4 separate regions of the Sus scrofa genome follow, and regions 2, 3 and 4 are each linked to region 1. A link is a contact called in public HiChIP or PLAC-seq and promoter capture Hi-C data. All regions are on one chromosome and are shown on one strand. The core of a region is the stretch at or near the end of the contact, and the rest is flanking DNA. Distances in the headings are between cores, read along the strand shown. Region 1 holds the start of PARG (poly(ADP-ribose) glycohydrolase). Region 2 holds the start of RASSF4 (Ras association (RalGDS/AF-6) domain family member 4). Region 3 holds the start of C14H10orf10 (protein DEPP). Region 4 holds the start of ZNF22 (zinc finger protein 22).

Region 1 (3,397 bases), core at 477-2,976:
CACTCTTAAATGACAGTGTTTCTAGAGTTTCTTTTCTAGGTCGCCTTTATTTTCACTACATGCTTTATATGATCTAACCTACTTCCATGGCATCAACTATCATGTTTATGCCAAGAACTCCAAAACCTATATTTCCATCACAGAAATATTTCCTGGGGTACAAACCCACGTATCCCATTCTCTCCAGAATCCATCCACTCTTCATCTTTCCTACAGTCTGAAACCAAGTATAAACCATCATGATCTCCTATCTAGAGTAACTCCTTAACTAGTCTTGTGCCCGCACTTCTGCTCCCTTTCAATCTATTCTTCATTTTCCACATACCAGGGAAGGACCTTTAAAATATATACATTTTAATAAACTATATGTATTTTTGATACATATATATCTCCAATCAAGTCCAATCAGGATAAAGCTCAAACCTCTTAGCATTGCCCAATATGATCTGATCTTTGTCTACTTCTTTGCAATCCCATCTCTCACTGCTCTCTGGACAACCTACATCAGCTGCACTGTGGGATCACTTCCTTAACTTCCTCTTCATCTAAATAACTCATCACTCTTCAGTCCTCAGAATAAGATCCTCACCTTCTGGCTAGGAGATTATCTTTGACCTTCAAACTAGATCAGGCACATCTGACGTCTTATCCTAACTATCTGTCTCATATACTGGAACATCCATTACCCTTTATTATATTTACCTCTGCCATTGTCTACCTCTTCTGATAGATTTTAGGGTCTGAAAACAGACCAAGTTACCTTTGTTCACCACTGTATGTCAAAGACGGGTGTAAAGCCAGTAAGACTAAGGGCTCTCCACCCAGAGACTGAGAATTAAAACTGAGGACAGCTGTGACTTTCTTTGTAACTTTCTTTATATCTAGAGACTGAAGCTTCAGGTAAAAGATTAAACCTCCTTAACGACCAAGGCAATTCCAATTAAACCCAAGGAAAGCAAACAGGTGGAGTCTCTCGCCGCTTCCCATGCTGAGTGACTGCTTGTCAGGGGTTCTCACACCACCAATCGCCACGGGGAAAATGGGGCCCCATTCCCCGACTAGTGGCCTTGATGGCTCAGCAAGGGGACCTCAGCGTTCAGAGTGATGCATACAAGACCAGAAAATGGGGGGCTGTAGTCCCTGGGTCCTCGGAGACCAAGAAGAGCTTTGGGCCAAGGCGAAGGACAAAGAGCTTTATTTCCCCACGTACCAAGCGAGGTGGCGCTGCCTCTGTGCGGTCCCGCCCGCCCCGAGACGCAGCCTGACGAGGACGGCGGGACCCTGAACTGCACGGGAGCGTCCTTGGAATCGAGGACGCGCCTCTGCCTGCTGGGGAAGCTCCGGGCGTCCGAGGCGGCCGGCGGAGAAGTTGCAGCGGCGCCCCAGCGGGGTCGCTTGGTGCAGGGCTCACAGCCGGGGCCCGCACTCATGCTGGGACCCGCAGCGAACAGTCCCCGGGCCAGCCAGGGCGGAGAGCCTCATTCACTAACCCGGAGAGGGACGGACTGCGCCTCCTTCTCGGCGCCTCCCGGCACCATGCCCTCTCTGCTGCTGCCTGCGTCTGCAGCTGCTGTTCCGTAGGCCTCCCGAGCCAGGCCCTATCCAGTCGCCTGCCTTCCCTCTTCCACAGGCACCCCACCTGCCTCAGGATGCGCCGCTTTGATTTTCTTGCTCCGTTCACTTTCCCACCACCGGAAAGCTGCCGTCAGGCGCTTCCGGTTTCCGGGACGTACGCTGTCGCAAAGCGGAAATGTGAGGTTTAGGTGCTGCCGGCGCCCGGAAGGTCAGCGTGTGAAGGAGGTGGTGGTAACGCGGGTTTCACCCGCTGTTACAGAGGAGCAACGGCCGAGCGGACGATCCCGGCCTGAGCAGCGGGGAGAAGCAGACCGGTAGTTTGCTGCAGTACCATGGAGGGCGGTGGAGGAAGCGGCAACAAAACCACAGGGGGATTGGCCGGCTTTTTCGGAGCCGGCGGAGCTGGCTACTCGCACGCGGATCTGGCGGGAGTCCCGCGTAAGTATCGGGCCTAGCTTACGAACATTTCTGACTGGTTCTTGCCACCACGCCAAACCTGCGGCGTGCCCTGTCCTTTTTTTGCTAGCGGTCACAAGCTTCAGTAGCAATCGTGGGGTTGGTGTATCTCCGGGGCCGCTCTTTCGACATCGAACGAATTTTTGGAGCCATAGATCCGGAGAAGGTTTCTGTGGTTGTCCTGGATCATGTCAACCAGGAGATGCTGCATGTTTTCTTCCTTTTATATTCAAGCTTTCTGCCTTCTCTTTCCTCTCGCACATTCCTGTATATTGGGCCTTGTGCTTGGCTCTAGGTGAAAAAGAAAACCCCCTTCTGCAAGTAAATGCATTCCAAATACCGAGTTCATAGATAACTTTTTAGCTCAAAGTCGCATATTCTAAAACCACAAGTAGCCGTCAGGGCCACTCATGCATACAGGGGAGAAAGAAACATGATTCGAGACAACTAGGGGAACACGGAAGAGAGCTGAATTTTAAAGGTAATTTATAGACAAGAAAGAAGCCAATATGAATTTTAGGAAGGGAAATACGTACAATCGAGGGTGCTGGAAGCACGAATGCCCTGCCTGTGCGCTCCTCAGTACAAAGAATGTGTATTCTAGATCTTTGAAATTATCTAACTGGGTATTCAACTGGATGACTAGAACTTGGACCTAAAAATAGGAAGTTGGTGGAGGATAAGCGTTTTATAAAACTATTTTCTCTTTTAAGAATTTTCGTACTACTTCTTTAGGTCTTTTATGCTCAGAAACCAAAAAAGCTTTTTTTTTTTTAAACACGCTTAGAAGTTCCTAGTGTGACCTGTATCAAAACTGAATTTAGGGCGTAGTTTGTATATGATAACTTATAGAACAGAACTGTAGGGAGTTTGTGTATAATAAGTCACAGGAGCTCCGCATTTGGAGCACAAAGGGCTCTGCTTTAATGTGAAAAACCATTGTTACATTAATTGAAATTTGAAGGTAAATTAAAAGATGGAGTCAATACCATTTATTGAGTACTGTAGATGGATTTTTCTGGGTGCAGAACTAAGACAGTTAAATTTAAAAAGATGATTGCTGTTTTTGTGGACCTTACATCCTATTGAAGTGAGCCAGGTAACAAAAATGTTTCAGTGACACACTTATCACTAAGTGTCTGAAGGCAATAAAGCAGGATCTTGAGATGGTAGGAACTGGAAGCCTTTTAAGAACAGATCAGGGAAAGCAACTCAGGGGTGCTGGCTTTTGAGCTGTGACCTGAATACAGTACAAATGTGGGGAAGGGTAAGTGTTGAAGGAAACAAACCATTAAGCCGTTGTGTCTACACAATGGTGTAGAAGGTGGTGTGATAGAAGATAATGAGATTTAGAAGGGCAAGGAAT
Region 2 (3,397 bases), core at 613-3,112, 660 kb after region 1:
ACTCACATGGGATTCACCCACAGTAAACGGAAGTTCCCAATAGTTGTCATGGTGGGAGTCAGGAGCTCCAGAGAGACTGCGAGGCTCTGGAGATGACAATGTAGGAATCAGAGAGGATGATGGTTCTTGGCAAGAGAATGCGTGAGCCAGGGCATCTGGCTGAATTCATTCTCAAAACCAGGGTGCTTTCTGGTAGACCCTATAGTCAGAGTCTCCTCTTTGAGCCTTTGCATTTACAGGATCTGAATTATAGCACATGCTGGAGTTCTGTTCATGTTCTATTGTTATAGGTCATTGTCTAGTTGACCCTGACCCAGGGGGACCCAGGACCTTCACTCTGTTGTCAACCTCCAGACCACTCACTAGAGTCTCACATGGCTCCACATCCCAACTTTCACACCAACACTTTAATCCGTGGCCTCAATCTCACTTTTCCTGTAAAGTCTTGAACCACCGGCACCACACACAGAGAGGATAATGACAAAAACTAATGAAAATGTTCTGACACTTGAAATACACTCACTACAACTTCCAGCCAGCATTTTTTTTTTTTTGACCTAAGTTTAAGACATTCTTCTTCTCTTCTCTCCCTTCCCCTTCTCTCCTTCCCTTTTTCTCCTCTCCTTTTCCAAGCCTTCCTTCTTCCCTCCTTCACCCTAACAATGCCCACCAAATGGCAGTGGCTAAGGAATTACTCTGGGGAGCAGGAGGCAGGCAGGTCAGCAATTTAGTAGTTGTCTTTATTGTATACTCATGGCGTCTGGAAACAAATCTCGATCTTGCCATGAGCAGTTCAACTACAGACACTGACAATGAGGGCCTTTCTGCAAGTGCAAGTACATGGATTTGGAGTCCAATCTGCTTGGGCTCAAATTCCAGAATCCCTTATTTATTGTGATCATATTTAATTCCTCTGTGAAGTGGGACTACTAAAGCTCTCTAGATAGTGTTTTAAGGAAACCCTGGCTCTGTCCTGGCATTGATCCTCAAGTGAGAGAAGGCCCTCCCTCCCCCAGGGTTGTGCCGGATTAATAAAAACAGAAGCATTTCTTCTGAGTGGGAAGTCAGGACTGAGAGTCAGGAGCACAGGGGTGAGCAGGGTGGCTGGCAGGGTGAGCTCTGAAGTCAGTGGGTAAAATGAATGAGACCTGGCACAACAAGCCCTGGGTTACAAGGCTGACTCATCTGGGTAAAAGTGGACAATTCCGTAACATTTTAAGCCTCAGGTTTTCTCATCTGAAAATAGGGATAATCAAGGCTATGAGAAGTAGGTGTGATATTGTGCTAAAGCTCTTAGCACAGGTCTGGGAACAAATCAAATGTTCTATAAATAGCGACACTGAAGCCTTCTTTCTGCTATTATCTGGGTGTTCATGGTCTTCCATCCATGAAATCTGAGTTGTGCCAGAGACGCTGAGTCTTTCCCCCTAATTCTCAGATCAACGCTTCTAGGATACTGGCTAAGATGAGAGGCAAGGTGAGCAAAGATGTAGACTGCGCAGGATTTAGCTCCTAACGTGCCCTCTCCTTGGAGGAGGTGCATGGCACAGTGCCCACTCTCAGCATTGGGCCCGTGGCCCGGAATGCTCCAGGCTGGCAGAAGGAGGGGATTTTGCACGCGGCAGGCAAGGCGCACAAGTGCCCAGACTTAAGAGCTCCTGGCTGGGGAAAGTCCTGGGCTCAGGCGGTGGGGGGAAGTTGGTGCTCTGTGGACGCCCCGAACTCTCTTGCCCATGCATCACTCACCGTCCACTCATTGCGCTGTCCAGAAGCCGCTGCCAGTGCCTCGCCTCGCAGTCACCCGAGGTGCCTCCGCAGCGCCTACTGCCCTGTTCTCTCCAGCTTGGGGAGTCGGGCCCGCCCCTCCCCGCCCCTCGCCAGCGCCGGCCAATAGAGCTGCCCTATTGTTTCCTTTCCGTCCCGCCCCTCCCCGGCTCTTCCCGCCCCGCTCCGCCTCTCTCCCAGCGCAGGCCAATTGCGTAAAGTCTCCTTGTCCAGCCCGCCCAGCTCAGGGTACACAGAGGAGGGCGGGCTCCGGGCGGTGCCTCAGGAGCCGGGCAGAAGGTTTGGGGCGTGTAGGCTTTCCAGGGTGTCCCCTCGGGCGTACACTCCGGGAATTCCCGGAGACCCACTGAGGAAGCAGCTCGGATCGGTCGGGAGGGTCTGATAGGCGGGCCAAGGCCAGGGACCCTGGGGGAAATGACACCCTTGGATTTCCAACAAAGGTCGTGCAGGCCTCGCAATTACTAGTGTGTGTCTTGAGAGAGGAGGTTATCCGTCTGGAGCAATGTTAGTTTTTGCTCAAGGGCCACCTGCGTGCAATCCTACTGTTTGCTTGACGTGGCCTCTCGAAGCTCCACCGCTTTTAAGAAATCAGATTCTATGATGGTTGAAAGGAGATAACCTCCCAGTTAAGGCCTGCTGGAGGATTTGCTTGCAAAGAGGACAGAAGACCACAGGCCTTTTGGGGAACTCAGAATAGGTCAGTGATTCTGGGGTGTGGGGGCGACAGGGAAGGGGAAGAGGCTGATGGAAACATTTGCAATTTCTGTTTTATATCACTATTTCCAGTACTGACCTCAGATTTCCCCTCCCTTCCCCCATAAATAATTTTATTTTTCATAATTTTACTTTTCATTCAATCTGTAGTTCCTTTTTTTTTTTTTTTTTTTTGCTGTTATAGGGCCACACCTGTGGCGTATGGCTGTCTTAGACCTACACCACAGCTCAAGGCAACGCTGGATCCCCAACCCACTGAGGAAGGCCAGGGACCAAAACAAAGTCCTCATGAATACTTGTCAGATTTATTTCTGCTGCACCACAATGGGAACTCATGTAGTTCCTAATCCTTTGAGTCATGTGGACATTTTAGAGTCTGATATGGACCTTCTAGAAAAATGCAGCTGCCTACATAGGCAAAAATTAGCCCTAGATTTGTCTATGGGCCCTTGGAGCCCACTTGAGAGAGGCTGTGCTTATCATTGTTAGCGCTGCTGGATTTGGAGTAAAGAGATTGGGCTCTGCCATCTACTTCCTGCACGATCTTTTCATGTCGCAGTTGCTCTGGGTCTCAGTTTTCCCACCTGTAAAAATGAGGGAGCTAAAGGTGACCAGGCCATGGATCGTTCAGCTCTGGCTTTGCAGGAAATTGTGAAGAATGAATCATCCTCTGCCAGCTCAGGGCACCCCTGTGGTCCGGGTCCTCCAGCCCTCAAGAATGCTGATCTAACTGATACCATCTCCAGGGTGAGAACTAGCCTGGAATGATGATTGGCTTCTGGGAAGTCTGATGTATCCTGCACTCTCGTGGTGTGTCAGGCACTCTGCTAGGTGCTTTACGACAGGGATCCCACACAATGCCTTCAACATTCCTGGGGAGTAGGTATTACTACCCCCA
Region 3 (3,397 bases), core at 245-2,744, 640 kb after region 1:
GGGCTGAGGCTGTGCTCCTGCCTCTGAGGTCAGGGCTCAGCTGTGCTGGGGTTTGGCTTGACTGAAGTGGCTCAAGGCTGGTGCCCCTGCATAGGCAGCATAGGTGCCCCCAGTCCGAGCCCCCCCCGCCACCTCTCCGTTAGCCTTCAGTCTGACCCCATTGGAATGGAGGGGAGGTCCTCTCAGCCTGAAGCTTCTTGGATCAAATCAGAGGAAGCCCAGCATAGAGGAGAGGGACCTCTAGGCCCCTGGGAAGCCTTCCCAGGCAGGTGGGGAAGGATGTGGCAGCAGAGGCAGGACTAGAACACAGGTCCCAAGACCTGGGATTTCTATAAGCTGGGAAATCACTGTGGGCTCTAATACACTCGTCAACACTTCCCTCCTCAATTCAGCCTACTGGCTAATTTGCTAATTGCTAACAAAACCTAAGAGAGCCAGAGAGGCTCTACAGAAGCCTCCAGATAGAAGAGCCATCAAGGTGGGAACTGCCACGTTTAACAGAAATCCTGATCTCCCAGCTGGCTGGCCCCATGCCTCAGTCCATCAGGAATACCCTATCCAGAATACATGAACTTGGGACTGTCAGGTCCTCCTGTTTGCTCAGCACCTGGGATCCATCAATCAGACCTCAGGCTTGGGCTGTTGTATCAATGACTGCTTTCTGTCCTCTGCCTGTGGATACAAGACAGGTGTCTTCCAGGAGGGCCCATGATGGGAGTATGGCCTGAGGCCTGTCTGAGAAGTACTGGTACTGGCTCTTTACAAGAGCTTCCCCAGGGTTTCCCACCTCATCCTCAGCAGCCTCCTGTGCTGACACACTCATCCCTAGTCATTGGCAGTGGCCTGGGTGCTCCCCAGTCTCCCTGTTAGCTGTCCCTTGAAAGCCCATGAGCAGCGGCTAAGTCAATCCTTTGAAGCAGAAGCCAGACTCTTGCACCCTCAATGGAACACTGCAGTCCTACTATTACCTTCAGAGAGAAAACCAATGTCCATGCCAAGACCCACTGGCCTACCCCACCCCACCATGGGCCAACCATGTGGCCCCTGGCTGTCCCCTGAGCATGCCCAGCAGACTCTCCACAGTGGCTCTGCACATGCTGCCCCCTTGGCTGGGAAGGCACGGCCTTCATTTGCTCAGCTCTCTGCTCAATGTCCCCTTTCAGCGAACACACTCCTGACCTCTCTACCACAGTGCAGCTGGACTTTTCTTTGCAGCCATAATCAACGCCCAACATTACAGCACCTATTCACCAAGTACTTACTGCTCTCCTGCACTAAAAATTAAGCTCTGGGACACAATGACTTGTTCACTGCTACGTATAGAACAGTCGCTGGTACACAGGAATACTAGTTAGATACCTGGGGAACAAATAAGCTGCCAGTTCTCATTTGAAAGCACCACCCCTGGGAAGTGGCAAGACCAGGACTCCACAGGCTGTCCTTAGTTCCAGACGAAGGTGGGCACATCTTGACTCCTAGAAGGCCCAGGAAGCCTGGCCTTGGCTACCTCCTTGCACTGCCCTGTCTGGCAAGCCCTCTAGCAGGTGCAGGCCCAGGTCTCTATCTAAGCTAGCACAGGGCCAGTGTCCTGGGGTTGCAGGATGCTGGTGGAAGATATAATGGAAACATTTCTAGGCAGCGGTGGCAGGTCCTAGGGCTGCTTGTGGGAGCCCAGTGGAGTCCCTGCCTCTCCCAGTGGCCTGAAGTGGCCAGGACTTGTGGCCGCCCCACCCCGGCCCTGCAGAGTAAACATTCCCAGAACCTCCCACAGGCATAAACACTTGCTCCAAGCTGGCAGCTGGGCCAGGCCCCGCCTGCCAAGCTGTTTTCCTCTGAGAGCCTTCCTGAGCCCTGCTATTTTTGGCCCTCGTGACAGTAATTGATTGCTGGTGGAAAGGTATAAAAGCAACTGCCAGCCTCAAAGTTCGCCAGACAGCTTGGGAGGGACTCCGCTCTGGACAGCAGTACATGGGACAGAGGCCGTGGTACATCATCCTCGTTTTCCTCCGGCCAGCGATCTGACGAGGGACACAGGGTCCAACCGCTGGACCCCGATCTCTTTGCCCCAAGCTTCCTGGGACCTTTCCTCGGACTCCTTTGCCCATCCAGCATCCCTGCTACCCCCAGGCCCCCTCAGCTACAGGTAAGAGAGAGCTACTGCCCTCCGGTTTGAGGTAAAACAGAGAGGCTTTGTGGGGCTTCAAGGGCTGTTCTCAGCCTGGGACGTGCACAGCCTCACTGCAGGTTAGAGAACAGGACGCAGCTAGTGGCCATGACAATTATATTCATAAAGGAGTGTTATATTCATAAACGGATTTCACATGAGGTGTCCTTCCGTATGTTCCTCCCAGCGCCCTGGAGAGTGGGTATTTATAACCCTGTTTTTCAGATGAGTGGAGGCTTGGAGAGCTGACTTGGCCGAAGGACCCCAGGTCAGAAAGTACAGAGCTTGGTTTGAAACCCAAGTTTTCTCTGACTCCAGTCTCTTAGGCTTGGTTCTCTTATTTGTACAGGTTCTTACCCAACAGTAAGGATAGAGCCTGAAGTAATATCAGGGGGAAGGAAAAGTCCAGGAGTTCAAGCCTCTTCTTGTATCTGTAGACTTGAAACTGCTCTCAGGCATACAATTCACACAGGGAGCCTCAGATGGGGGAGGGGACCCAGGAGGGGTGTCAGGGTATTGGCAGTGTCTCATCCCCTTTCCTCTGTCAACCAACAGTTTGCAGTTTCCCCGTGGCAAGGAGCCATGAGGTCCCGGCTCTTGCTTTCTGTGCCCCATCTGCCCACAATTCGGGAGACCTCAGAGGAGATGCTGCCTGTGGGGCCCGGAGAGGAACCCCCTGCCTCCCCCAGCCTGGATGACTACGTGAGGTCCATTTGTCAGCTGGCACAGCCCACCTCAGTGCTGGACGAGGCTGCAGCCTGGGCCCGGCCTCGTAGACCCCACCGACCAGGCCGTTCCTGCGAGAAGAGCCGCTCTGATGGGTCCCTTCAGGACATCACCACCCACTTCAGCGGCCAGCAGCCTGTGCTGCCCAGGGCCGGCCCGGCTGACCCCCTGGACTGGCTCTTTGGGGAGTCTCAGGAAAAGCGGCCAAGTAGAAGGGACCTGCCAAGGAGGACTGGACTCCCTGCGGACCCCCAGGCTCTGCGTAAAGAAACCAACAGTGGCAAGGCCCAGGGGGGCCCCAAAGGGAGGCTGTGTGAGGCCAGGGCCCCAGAGCACTCTCTGGAGAGACCACTGAGGAACTGGCACCAGTGCTCCCCAGCTTCCGTGCAACCTGGCAGGGATGCAGCCTCCTCCACAAGTCCCCGCCGCAGCAGCATCCTCAGAACTCTTTATTTGCACCTCCCTGTGATCCATGAACTCTGACCTCTCCCCAATAAAGGCTTCTGT
Region 4 (3,397 bases), core at 537-3,036, 620 kb after region 1:
GAAGAGATGTTTCATTATTATTTCTTCTAGATTACAATGATCCAAGAAAGAGGACAGTTCTTTGAAAATGTGAACCAAAGAATTTTTTTTTCCTGGAGAAAGAAAAATTTCAAAAAAACTTTTACCTTGATAGTATTATGAGGACAGAATAAAAGGTGATATGCAGAACACAAGAAAAGGAGAAGAAATAAGTTTATATGTAAAACTAGGATGGGATTTAAAAAATTCCCAAATGCTGCAAAAAATTTAAAATTTCAAATAATTAATTTCATTTACTAACATAAGGTTATTTAAAATAATGGCCATAAACAAAACAAACACAAACTCCAAACAGGTGACAATGTAGGAGAACCTAGGACTGCAAAGGTAATACAATTATTGGAATTACTTTCCACATTTTGTGCCAGAAAGTAGACTGTAAAATGGGAATAATTACCCAGGGTCTCTGCATACAAGCTTATAAAGCAAATAATTGAAAACAAAAATTACATCACTGTTATTGCCTTTCCTTCACCTTACTGTAAAATTGAGACTCCAGGCCTGACAGCGCTAAGACTTTAACTGGATATTTAACAATTATATCTGCAGTAATTAAGGCAGGTATTAGAACAAACTGCCTACTACACAAAAATACAGAGAGAACAGTACTCATTTCTTAACTTTAGTAAATATTTATAGGACATCTATGACAAAGAGATATCTGTTAGGTACATGATATTGGTATTCGAAAACAGCTATAATGATAAGTACATACTGAAAAAAACACATTGATTTTTAAATACTATATAAATCAGTTCCGGTCGGAAACTCAGAGACTAACACATCTGGAACACTGCAGATGAGGAAATCACACTAACAGATAGCTGTGTGCCAGTCACTATTATCTTTTTTTTCTGGCCTGGCCCCGGCCATGCGGAAGTTCCTGGGCCAGGAATCAAACCTAGCCACAGCGGTGACAAAGCCGAAACCGTAATCGCTAAGCCACCAGGGAATTCCCTATGCCATCTTACTTAATTCACGGAGTAGGTTTATGGTATTATCTTCGTTGTACTGCTAAGGAAAGGCAGGCATACTCTGGCCAGGTTCCCACACCCTAGCAGCTTGAGCCCAGAGCTTGTACTTTTAGCAGCAGAATGACCTGCAGTCTTAATTCCCAACGTGAAGTCCAGCCCTCTGACCGGTCTTCAGTGTAATTCCATAGTAGATGCGGGTATTACGGTGAATATCAGTACACGGGCTGTTAGCCAAGCGAACACGCCTAACTGCAATGTGCTTGCTTTCTAGTACATAAAATGGGGATGACCATAAAACCCCTACATTATCAGGGCGTTGTAAGTTTAAGTGAGTCAATATCTGCAAGGCTCTCACAAAAGCCTTGTGCTACCCAAGCGTTTGTTCAAAGTTTAATCCTGACAGGCGCCTGATGGATGGCGTAAGGACTACGGCCAGGAGCCCGGGCCTGTCCTCCTCCCGCCAATCGCCGGGGCTACAGTTAAGGCCTCCAACTACCGCCTCTCCAAGGCCGGGCCCGCCCCACTCCCTCCGCCCCGCGGGCCGCGCGGAGCCCTTGCGGCATCCCGGGAGCGGAGGCCAAAGCCGCGCTCGCCACACCGTTGGCGGGTGAGCGCCGCCCTGCCGCGCCCAGCTTGCGCCTCTGGTGCCTCGGAGCACCTGCCCGCGCACCCCAGGGCCACTCACCGCGCCTGCCGTCCGCGGCCCTCGCTCGCCCGCCCGGCGTCCCTCGCGCCACCGGAAGTGCGAGCGCGCCGTTTGTCTGTGCCTCGCGGTCGCTCTAGGAACTTGGCGGATCGACCCTCTATGGTGCCTGGCCCACCGGAAAAAAGAAACCCTTTTCTTTTTGCCATTTTGTTTTCCCCTCGGAAGGCGTCCTGTGGCCCTCAGGACCGCAAGACTTGTGGTCTTCTCCCTTTGTGATGGAGGAGCGACCCACAGGGTGGGGGAGTGGCAGCCCGTGTGGTCAAGGTTTTGAAAGGCAACACCAGCCGGTCTGACCCCGAGGCTCCATTCTTTCGACAAATGTGGAGCACTTATTAATTACATAGAGGTACTTCTGGAGAGCCTAAACTATTTCTGATATTTTTCATGAGCCAATTATTTAATTCTTACCAAAAAAACCCCTACAAGATAGGAACGAGAGTACTCATTTTACAGTTAGGGAGGCCAAGGCTTAGAGTAGAAATCGCCTCACGTTCACACTATGTAAGTTGATGGCCAAAGATCTGTACCCGTCTTTTTGGCTCCAGAGTCTCATGATTTTCAACACACTGCCTTGTTTCTCTTTAGTAATGATGTCTCCTGATTCTGTTCTGTTACAGCCAACCACCTCTACCAACCTGTGCAAGTTCACCTGATCTGTGTCCTCCTTCCACCTGCAGAACTCCAAATCTAATGGCTTCAGATACCATCTGTATATGCTGAAGACTCCCAAACTGGTAACTCCAGTCAAACCTTGGGATGCAAATACTGTTGAACTCTAGACTTATATATCGAGTTGATTACTCGGTGTCTTTTGCATGTGTGATGAACATCCAAACCTAACAAAGCCCCAGATGAACTTCTGATATTCACCTAACCTGTTCATTCAACAGTCTTCAACCCAGCAGTTGATGGTGACTCCATCTTTTCAGTTACTCAAGTCAAAAATATTGATGTCATTGTTTCTCTTTTCACCCCAAATCCAAATCCAAGCCATCTGTAATTCTGTTGGTACTGTCTTCCAAATATATCCAGAATAGAGCCACTTTCAGCATCTCCACTGCTATAACCTCCACCAAGCTCCTGTTATGACCTGTCTGGATTGTTGCATTGGCTTTCTCACTGGTCTCTCTATGTCTACTCACAGCCCCAGAGTGATCCTCCTAAAACTCAAGTCAAATCTTGTCATTCATTTTGTTCAAAATCTTCCAAAGGCTTCCCATGTTATTAGAGCAAAGCCCATGCCCTCACAGGGGTACACAAAGCCATCTCTTGTTCCTTGTTGTATCAGTGCTCAGAAGGTAGCAGGCACTCACAAGTATCTGTTGAATGAATGAATTTGTAAGATGCTCATTATTTAGGAAGTGCTTTTACATCTATTTTCTGGTCATTCATCTTTACTAGAGTTTCATGAAGCACGGAGGACCTTCATATCTGCCTTACAGTAAAATGAGGCTGAGGGAAACTTGCCTGAAGTAACACAGAGAGTTGATGGCAGAGGTCGGACTAGATTAGAGGTTCAGCTCTCAGCTAGAGCTTTCTGCTCTGCAGATGGCAAAGCATTGAAACTGACTAAGGCCCAGACAAGGCATGTCAATTCAATAATCTAGATGATAGCTGGACTGTTGTAAAAATTAAAATAGATAATGCCAGGCACTTCACACAATGCCTAACATATAAT

What was found. Promoter capture Hi-C pulls out the DNA fragments that hold promoters and counts their contacts. HiChIP or PLAC-seq counts read pairs in DNA pulled down with a chosen protein or histone mark.
Region 2: a contact with region 1 is called in an H3K27ac HiChIP or PLAC-seq map of alveolar macrophages. The contact joins the promoter of RASSF4 here to the promoter of PARG in region 1. A contact is called at or near these places in 1 of 5 promoter capture datasets (fetal skeletal muscle) and 1 of 2 datasets of contacts at active chromatin or transcription factors (alveolar macrophages).
Region 3: a contact with region 1 is called in a promoter capture Hi-C map of liver, with 6 times the contacts expected there. The contact joins the promoter of C14H10orf10 here to the promoter of PARG in region 1. A contact is called at or near these places in 1 of 5 promoter capture datasets (liver), 2 of 47 Hi-C or Micro-C datasets (heart right ventricle and liver) and 1 of 2 datasets of contacts at active chromatin or transcription factors (alveolar macrophages).
Region 4: a contact with region 1 is called in a promoter capture Hi-C map of fetal liver, with 5 times the contacts expected there. The contact joins the promoter of ZNF22 here to the promoter of PARG in region 1. A contact is called at or near these places in 3 of 5 promoter capture datasets (fetal liver, fetal skeletal muscle and liver), 12 of 47 Hi-C or Micro-C datasets (blood, embryonic fibroblasts, fetal heart ventricle and 8 more) and 2 of 2 datasets of contacts at active chromatin or transcription factors (alveolar macrophages and skeletal muscle).

Annotation. Positions count from the first base shown.
Region 1 is chr14:90,479,289-90,482,685 of Sscrofa11.1, forward strand. It overlaps PARG (poly(ADP-ribose) glycohydrolase), which reads right to left and starts at 1,727. Exons shown (of 18, transcript XM_005671222.3): 1 at 1,640-1,727. LOC100157391 (mitochondrial import inner membrane translocase subunit Tim23) reads left to right here and starts at 1,667. Exons shown (of 7, transcript XM_001926555.6): 1 at 1,667-2,013. The coding sequence starts at 1,908.
Region 2 is chr14:91,136,631-91,140,027 of Sscrofa11.1, forward strand. RASSF4 (Ras association (RalGDS/AF-6) domain family member 4) reads right to left here and starts at 1,863. Exons shown (of 11, transcript NM_001243337.1): 1 at 1,747-1,863.
Region 3 is chr14:91,116,838-91,120,234 of Sscrofa11.1, forward strand. It overlaps C14H10orf10 (protein DEPP), which reads left to right and starts at 1,495. Exons shown (of 2, transcript XM_003359280.4): 1 at 1,495-2,143; 2 at 2,720-3,397. The coding sequence starts at 2,747. The coding sequence ends at 3,373. The region is part of intron 3 of RASSF4 (Ras association (RalGDS/AF-6) domain family member 4); the gene reads right to left.
Region 4 is chr14:91,095,102-91,098,498 of Sscrofa11.1, forward strand. ZNF22 (zinc finger protein 22) reads right to left here and starts at 1,787. Exons shown (of 2, transcript XM_003483520.4): 1 at 1,699-1,787.